Linked DNA regions of Ovis canadensis: region 2 is linked to region 1. A link is a contact called in public Hi-C data. All regions are on one chromosome and are shown on one strand. The core of a region is the stretch at or near the end of the contact, and the rest is flanking DNA. Distances in the headings are between cores, read along the strand shown.

Region 1 (4,320 bases), core at 488-2,987:
GGAGCGGGACCGGCTCATTGCCGAGGTGAAGAAGCAGCTGGAGCTGGAGAAGCAGCAGGCGGTGGACGAGACCAAGAAGAAGCAGTGGTGCGCCAACTGCAAGAAGGAGGCCATCTTCTACTGCTGCTGGAACACCAGCTACTGTGACTACCCCTGCCAGCAGGCCCACTGGCCCGAGCACATGAAGTCTTGCACCCAGTCAGGTAGGGCCTTAGGAGCGCCCGCTTGCCCAGGCTGTGGTGGACGGGCCCTTGTCCCCCCGTGGACCACAGGACACTTGCCATGCTCACTCACCACAAGTGACTCCTGCACACAAGAGAGCAGGCAGACACGTGGCCAAGTCCCCAGGCTCCGTTGTCTCTACCTTCTGGTTTCCTTGGCGGCGTTCCCTTGTGTGAACGGAGCTTGTAATGACAGCCCAGATGACTTCAGCTTCCTGTGGCTTGCTGTGGTTCTGCACTGGGGGCAATATCTGTCTCTGCCCAAACCAAATGTGGGCGTCCCTGGTGGCTCAGATGGTGAAGAATCTGCCTGCAATGCAGGAGACCTGGGTTCGATCCCTGGGTTGAGAAGATCCCCTGGAGAATGGAATGGCAGTCCACTCTAGTATGCTTGCCTGGAGAATCCCACAGACAGAGGAGCCTGGCAGGCTTCAGTTCATGGGGTCACAAAGAGTCAGACATGACTGAGTGACTAAGCAGACACACACTCAAATCCAGTGCGTCTTCTACCCCCTTCTCCAGTGACAGCCCCCCACCATGGAGCCCACCCTGGACTCAAGGCTTCAAACAATCACCAGTTCTTCTGTGAACGGCAAAGTGTTGGTTTGGAACTAATCTGTCTTTAAAATCTCTTTCTAATGCAAAGTGAGCAGATCCCAGACCAGGAGACTTTAGCAGGAAACACCGTCTAGTTAGAACTTATTAATAATATTTATTAGTAATATTTTGGAGAAGGCAGTGGCACCCTACTCCAGTACTCTTGCCTGGAAAATCCCATGGACAGAGGAGCCTGGTGGGCTGCAGTCCATGGGGTCGCTAAGAGTCGGACACGACTGAGCGACTTCACTTTCACGCGTTGGAGAAGGAAATGTCAACCCACTCCAGTGTTTTGCCTGGAGAATCCCAGGGACGGGGGAGCCTGGTGGGCTGCCGTCTGTGGGGTCTCGCAGAGTCAGACACAACTGAAGTGACTTAGCAGCAGTAATATTTTATAGTTAGTGCTTATTTATGGCCAATATTAGATTCCTGTGTTTAGAAGTAAAAGTCTCCACTTCAAAGAATTTATTTAAATGCAAATAACATAAATAATATGACAAGGGAATGTATCAGTGCACTGGCAAATTTTTCAAAGGCAGTCGATGAATGACCCAAGTTTGAGAAGCTCTAGGCAGGGGTTGGTAAGCTTTTTTTATGAAGGTCCAGAGAATAAATGTTTTAGGATTTGTGGCCCATGGGGTCTGTCAAAACTTCTCAACTCTGCTGTTACAGGGTGAAAGCGAGTTCATGAGGTGAACACTGGTCTAAAATTAGAAATTATGAAATGAGTAATTGGAACAACTGTACTAGGCTGTTTGTTTCACAAACAGGCTTTTGTCTCCAGAATGATTTAATAAAACTTAAATCACAGACTCTGAAAAATGAACATATCTTCACGCACAGTTTGGAATTATTGCGTCTGGGAAGACTCCGGTCCAGCTATTCTGGGCCGGCGCTGTGCCCTGGGCGGGGTTGGCTGGCATCTCTTAACACGTGGTGGTTTGCACGGAGCAGGGTTCCCTGCGGGCCTGGGCGCTACTACGCTCGGCTTATACATGGCTTCTGTTGCCCTTTGCCCGCAGCTACCGCCCCTCAGCAGGAAGCAGACCCTGAGGTAAACACAGAAACACTAACTAAATCATCCCAGGGCACCTCCTCCAGCACTCAGGCAGCCCCCACGGAAAGCAGCGCCTCGAAAGAGAAGGAGACGCCAGCTGAGAAAAGCAAGGACGGTGGCTCGGTGAGTATCTGTCCCACGCGCCTCGGGGCCAAGCAGAATCTCAGACCTGCCCCCCTCCCACCGCCACGGTGAGTCTGTCTTCAGGCTGCAGGTGGGGGCGACAGGGTCTCTGCAGGCCTCCTCCTCAGGTGTGTGTTGAGGGCAAGCATTGTCCAGCAGAACCTTCTGTGATGATGGCAGTGTTCTGTATCTCCTCTGCCCCTTGTGGGAATCACCAGCCTCAGGTGGCTATTGAGCACTCGAACTGTGGCCAGTGTGACCAAGAACCTGGATTTCAGATGTTATAAATTAATTTAGTAATAATTAATTTAAATGCAATAGCCGCGGGGGCTGGTGGCTGCCGTATTGGACACAGAGATTGCACCTCTTATTTTCCCAGGGTGTGGTATATGGATTGTATGCAGACATTATTTTAGATGACACATTGGTCATTTTTTACGTTTGTAGTCATTATGGTTTTACTTCACGTGTATTAGGGAAAACATCAAGTCATCCCAGAAGTCAAACCTCTTTGATTTCATTGATAGTATTGCCTAGGAAGAGGTTATTGTGAAATAAAAGTGAATCAGTATAATATGGTGTAATATGTAGTCAGCCCTCCGTATCCGTGGATTTCTCATCTGCAGATGCAGCCTGCCAAAATGCCATTCTGTGTTTGGTTGAATCCGTGAATGCGAAACCCTCGGATACAAAGGCACAGTTATAGTCATCCTTCTGGGCCATTTTATATAAGGAGCTTGTGCATCCTTGGGGGCTCCTGGAACCGTTCCACCTTGGGTCCTGGGGGACAGCTGTACTTCTTTTGTGACCGGGTAGAAATCTGAAGAGGAGAGTAGGTTAGAGAGAGGGCAGTTGAGGAACAGTGTTCTTGACACTGAGGCTCTAGAGTGGAGTAAGGGCCCCCCCTAGTTCCTGTGTCCAGGGAGACAGGCCAGAAAAGGGCACAGGGGGGAGCCACCCCAGCTGACCTGGCCTCCCCTCCCTGAGCACACCAGGTAGGGGCCATGAAGGTGCTGGCGGGGCCGTGACGAGCACCCCCATGGATCCCGGGGCTTCCCTGGGAGGGCTCCGTTGACCCCAGTGCCTTGCCTCCATGTCTCTCTTTTTGTGTTTCTAGACCGTCGACCTCTCTGGCTCCAGGGAGACGCCCTCCTCCATTCTCTTAGGCTCCAACCAAGGCTCTGGTATGTTGCCCCCTGGTGGGTGAATGTGCTCTTATGTTCCGCACGGGCAGAGGGGAGCCATGTCCTCAGGGAGAGCCTGAAGGGTTCAGGGCGGTGGTTTGCAGACTGGGTTTCCTTAGGGATTCTCGGGGGCGCCCTTGCCTGGTCAGCGGGAGTGAGGGGGTTGCTGGCATTGAGGCATTTCTCCAAGCAGAATGAAACTGTGAAACAGTCCCTGAGGACCCAGTGCCTACATTCCGAGGAGGAGGGTTCTTGAGCCTGAAGAGGAAAAAACCCCATTTCTAGTAGATGAGCTTTCTGTAGAAATCTTTCCTCTCGAGGGTAACCTGGCAGGCTGGCGCTAACTTTTCTGGTTCTCCTCTTCTGTGGAGTTTGAGCTGTCTTCTAGCCCAGTGGGTGTTTCCCCTGCCCACTCTCAAACCAGTTTTAAGGCCTTCCGAAAGGGTTCATCCTCAGTGAGAACTGTTCTGCTGTTTTCAGGGTCCTTCAGCTCCAACCAGGGTCTTTTTCTCTTCTAGATCATTCTCTTCTGTTGAAAACCAAACTTTTTTTTTTTTCTCATTTCTGCGTATTGAGTACATAGAGGAAGAAGTGATGTCCCTTGTTAGGGTGGCTGGAGGTTTCCCAGTGGTGCTGGAAGTGGGATTTAGGTTCAGGGGACATGAAAGGGGGGTGGCATGAGCTGACTTCAGGGGGAATATGAACTGGGCATGGAATTATGATTGAACCGCCTGTCAGCTCCCTTCTCACTCTCACTCAGGTCTTGTGATTGCATTTTGAGGACACATTGAGTTTGGAGCTGAGGTCTTCCTCATCCCTTCTTCTAGCTTCTCTTTTTAACAAAGGCAGAGTGGACTCGAGACCTCAGCAGCATGGCACCCGCCTAGCGCTCCCTGCTACAGTTCAGGTTCCTTTATGTTGATTTGTAGAGTTGCCTGCTGTGTATGGCAGGTATTATGGGTTCCTGCTTTTGGTGGTGATACAGGAGTTTCTGTTCGGCTTAAGTGGAGAGTGAGTTTAGAAACATCAGCTGAGCCGTAAGTAGGATTTTGGATGTGTCAGAGCTGCAGAGGTGCTTGGGGTGGGGAAGGGTTTAAGTTGGGGAAAACACTGCTGTGGGCAGGGGCTGCTGTTGAGG
Region 2 (3,991 bases), core at 40-2,539, 44 kb before region 1:
GCCACCTCATTCGAAGAGTTGACTCATTGGAAAAGACCCTGATGCTGGGAGGGATTGGGGGCAGGAGGAGAAGGGGACGACAGAGGATGAGATGGTTGGATGGCATCTCCGACTCGATGCACATGAGTTTGGGTGAACTCCGGAAGTTGGTGATGGACAGGGAGGCCTGGCATGCTGCGATTCATGGGGTCGCAGAGTTGGACATGACTGAGCGACTGAACTGAACTGAACTTTTCATCACCATGATTTTTTTTTTTTTTGCTATAATGTGCATACCACCTGTTTTATTACATTCTTATATGTTAGACCCACAATTTAGCTTCATGTGAAGCTAAATAAAATACACAAGCTCATGTGTTTAAATTGCTTGCTTTTTTTTTCCCCCTTAAGTACATGAAATTAGCACATAGCTTGTACAGTAAAACATGTTGGTCCGTGAACCACTGTGGATGTTTCTACACCATATTTCAGGAAACACAGTTCAGAGGAGTATGAGGAACACATATCGTGGGTTTAATTAAACTTCTCTCATCCCTCGAGAGGGCAGAGGTTGAAATGATGCCAGAATTCCTGACGAAGTTCCTCATTATTTGAGTGACTTTTGAGGTGGTGAGTTAGCAGATGCCCCATTTCAGTAGAATTTAAAATCTGTTTCTGAAACATAATCTGCTTGCTAGTATGTGTCTGGGTTATTTTGCTGATCATTAGTTAGGCAGCCAATGAGTAGTGTAGGAAGAGAAGGTATTTATTAAAAATCTTTTTAGTCTTAGAAACTGTCCCCTTTCTGGAGCCAGATGGTAAATATTTTAGGCTTTGTAGGTCTCTTGTCAACTCTGCAATTACTCAACACCTTGTTTGTGTTACTAAAATAGCCATAGGCAGTAAGTATGTGACTGTGATGCTGAAATTTGAATTCCATATGATTGTTACCTTTTCAGGAGCTGTGACTCCTTTTTTTCTCCCCTAAACCACTTAAAAATGGTAAATACCCTTCTTGGCTTCCCAAGTGACTCAGCAGTAATGAATCTGCCTGCATTGCAGGAGATGCAAGTTCAATTCCAGGTGGGGCAGATCCCCTGGAGAAGGAAATGTCAACCCACTCCAGTATTCCTGCCTGGGAAATCCCATGGACAGAGGAGCCTGGCGAGCTGCAGTTCATGGGGTCAAAAAAAGAGTTGGACACGACTTAGTGATGAAACAAGAAGAACAGCACCCTTCTTAGCTTGCAGGCAACATGGGTTGGTTTGCCAATTTGTGGTACAGACTAAGAGAAACTCTGAGTCACTCTCCTTCTCTTACAGAAGGCAAATTGAGGTCTCTGAGAATGAGGGAGTTCCACAGCCAGATTCTGAGACTGGCTTTCTTTGCCCTGCATGCCACTGCCCTCTGCTGTTGGCAGTGATAATAGCATGTAGTGGAAGAAGACATGGATATTTGTTGAAATGCCCCCACAATCGTTGAGAATATAACTGAGACAAGACTGTGTTTTATCTAAGATTGTATTAAAATAGTAGCCTGTCATAGGATTGCAAAACCTTACTCGTTTCAGCAGGGAAAAATTTATAGTGTGCAGCATAAACGTACACATTGAAATAAGTTATTAGATAAAAATTTCACGAGAGTTTAGAAACCTCCTTTTGTTTAGGGCATTGAGGAGCTCAGAATCATGTGTCTGTAATCCTCAGGGCTGGTTTTAGTCTTCGAGGAGCACTTCGGTCAGCCAGAAGCTGTTCACTCCTGGAATCTTGTCATGTTACGGGTCAGAGTAGTTTATATTCTCCGTGCTTTGTCTGCTTCCTCTCTCTAGACCTCCTGGCCAGAATTGATGCCTTGCCAGTATTTTGCTTGCAGGATCCTGTTGCATTTTATATGCATATTGAAATTATACATAGAAAACTACAATTAATATGTATTAAAGTAAGAATCCCTGGTGGCTCAGAGGTTAAAGCATTTGCCTGGAATGCTGGAGACCTGTGTTCGATCCCTGGGTTGGGAAGATCCCCTGGAGAAGGAAATGGCAACCCACTCCAGTACTCTTGCCTGGAGAATCCCACGGAGGGAGGAGCCTGGTAGGCTACAGTCCACGGGGTCGCAAAGAGTCGGACACGACTGAGCGACTTCACACATACAGAGTAAGAATCCTGGGGCTGGCTTTCACCAGCCTCTGGGCTAATGGTGGTTCTTTGGTCTTGCAGCTCCACATGGGTTACTCCAGGGAGAAAGGAAGATGGTTTCGTATACACTTTGCCCTGTGAAATCAATACCTATTTGTCATAAAGCAATGGTTAGTTGCAAAAACTAAAGTCAGGGATAATCCCACCTTCCACAGTCAGCCCTTAGAGATTGTTTCCTGAACTTTTTCTTTTTTGGCTGCACCACACAGCATGCTGGATGCTAGTTCCTCGACCAGGGATTGAACCTTGGCAGTGAACATGAGGAGTCCTAAGCACTGGACTTGCAGAGAATTCCCCGTCCTGAGCTTTTTTCCTATGTTAGTTGGCACAATCATATGCCAAGTTGAAAACTCAAGTACTTTGAGGGATCAGGCAGATACAGAAATAAGCAAGGATTGGAAGCGATAGGGACTGAACTGAAGCAGAAATCTGCTTGTCTTCATGACCATTTAACCACTCATGGGTGCTGTGTCTATAATGCTTCTCAAAGCAGTACTGACTCTTCCTGTATGTGTGTGCTGAGCTAGAGACCTGTGCTTTTTTAAAGTCACTGGTGGCCCTCTCCCCTTGCTGGTTCTAGCCAAGTGGGAAGGTTGGCTCAGTGTTGCCACGTTTCTGTGTTGTTCAAGAGAAATCCCAAATATTTTTTAAAATGCAGACTACCCCAGCTCTAACACGTTATCTCCAATTTTAAAAAATAGCTCAGAGGGACTTCCCTGGTTGTCTAATGATTTAAGACTCTGCTGTCCCAGCACAGGGGGCATGGTTCAGTCCTTGCTGGGATCCTAAGATCGCACATGCTGTGGGATCTTAGAAACCAAGACAAGTGAAAAAAACTGTAGGCTGCGTCAAATGCACCGGTGAACTAAGTGCTTCGTGGACCACCTCTTTAGTGTAGACCTGTTTAACCTTGGATTCTGAATGGGCTTCCCTGGTGGCTCAGATGGTAAAGAATCTGCCTGCAATGTGGGAGACCCTAGTTCTATCCTTGGGTTGGAAAGATCCCTTGGAGAAGGGAATGGCTGCCCACTCTGGTATTCTTGCCTGGGGAATTCAATGGACAGAGGGGCCTGGTGAGCCACAGCCCACGGGGTCCCAAAGAGTGGGGCACGACAGAGTGACTGAAGCTGAACTGAGGAAAATAAAACTGTGTTCTGACCACTTTTCCGTGTTACTCAATAACCATTCAGAACAGCATTTCTGTCCTGTACTGGATCACCCAGTGATTCTGTGCTATGTAGGTCCTTTGTACAAGCCACCAAGAGTGGTGCAAGATGCCAGCAGCCCTTTGAATGTATAGGTTGCTTCCAAAGTTCTGTAAGTAGAGGAGCTGAAGCATGAATCATAACTCCTCCACCGGCTACACCACCCAGAGTGCTGGGGTGCGTGGGAGGAAAGGGCCCCTTTTTTCTAATTTAATTCTACAGCTTGTATTTCATGTAGTCAAAAGGGCACTTAGCACAGGCTGGGGGTTTTGTGAATGTAGATAATAAATGATGTGTTTTAGCCGGCACTCGTGAATTGTACATCAAAGTAGATTATCTGATTAAATTATTTGTGACTTCAAAGGCAATTAGGTCTTCCTTTGGGCAAGATTTATGGCTTTATAAAAGGACTGGCATCCATTTGAAGGCATAATTGAAACGAGCATTTCCAAATGTCTTTCTGCTTTTGAAAATGTCTAGAGTGATTTAAAACAGGGTTTCTCAACCCCAGCACTACTGACATTTTGGGCCAGATGGTTCTGTGTGGTGGGGCTGTCCTGTGCCCTGCAGCATCCCTGACCTCCACCCATTTGATGCCAGTCTACACCTCTG

Evidence for each region. Hi-C and Micro-C count contacts between places; a contact is called where the count stands out from the background.
Region 2: a Hi-C map of fibroblasts shows a contact between it and region 1, with 3 times the contacts expected there. The contact joins two enhancer-like sites. A contact is called at or near these places in 2 of 2 Hi-C or Micro-C datasets (fibroblasts and lung).

Annotation. Positions count from the first base shown.
Region 1 is chr13:91,127,153-91,131,472 of ARS-UI_OviCan_v2, reverse strand. It overlaps ZMYND8 (zinc finger MYND-type containing 8), which reads left to right. Exons shown (of 23, transcript XM_069548737.1): 19 at 1-203; 20 at 1,841-1,998; 21 at 3,116-3,182. Among named protein-coding and RNA genes, the nearest start is that of ZMYND8, 120 kb to the left of the region's middle. Within about 2 kb of position 1,737, the one cell type or tissue checked has open chromatin away from gene starts, as enhancers often do. A contact at or near this core is called in fibroblasts, where this site is marked.
Region 2 is chr13:91,171,344-91,175,334 of ARS-UI_OviCan_v2, reverse strand. All of the region lies in intron 11 of ZMYND8 (zinc finger MYND-type containing 8), which reads left to right. Among named protein-coding and RNA genes, the nearest start is that of ZMYND8, 72 kb to the left of the region's middle. Within about 2 kb of position 1,289, the one cell type or tissue checked has open chromatin away from gene starts, as enhancers often do. A contact at or near this core is called in fibroblasts, where this site is marked.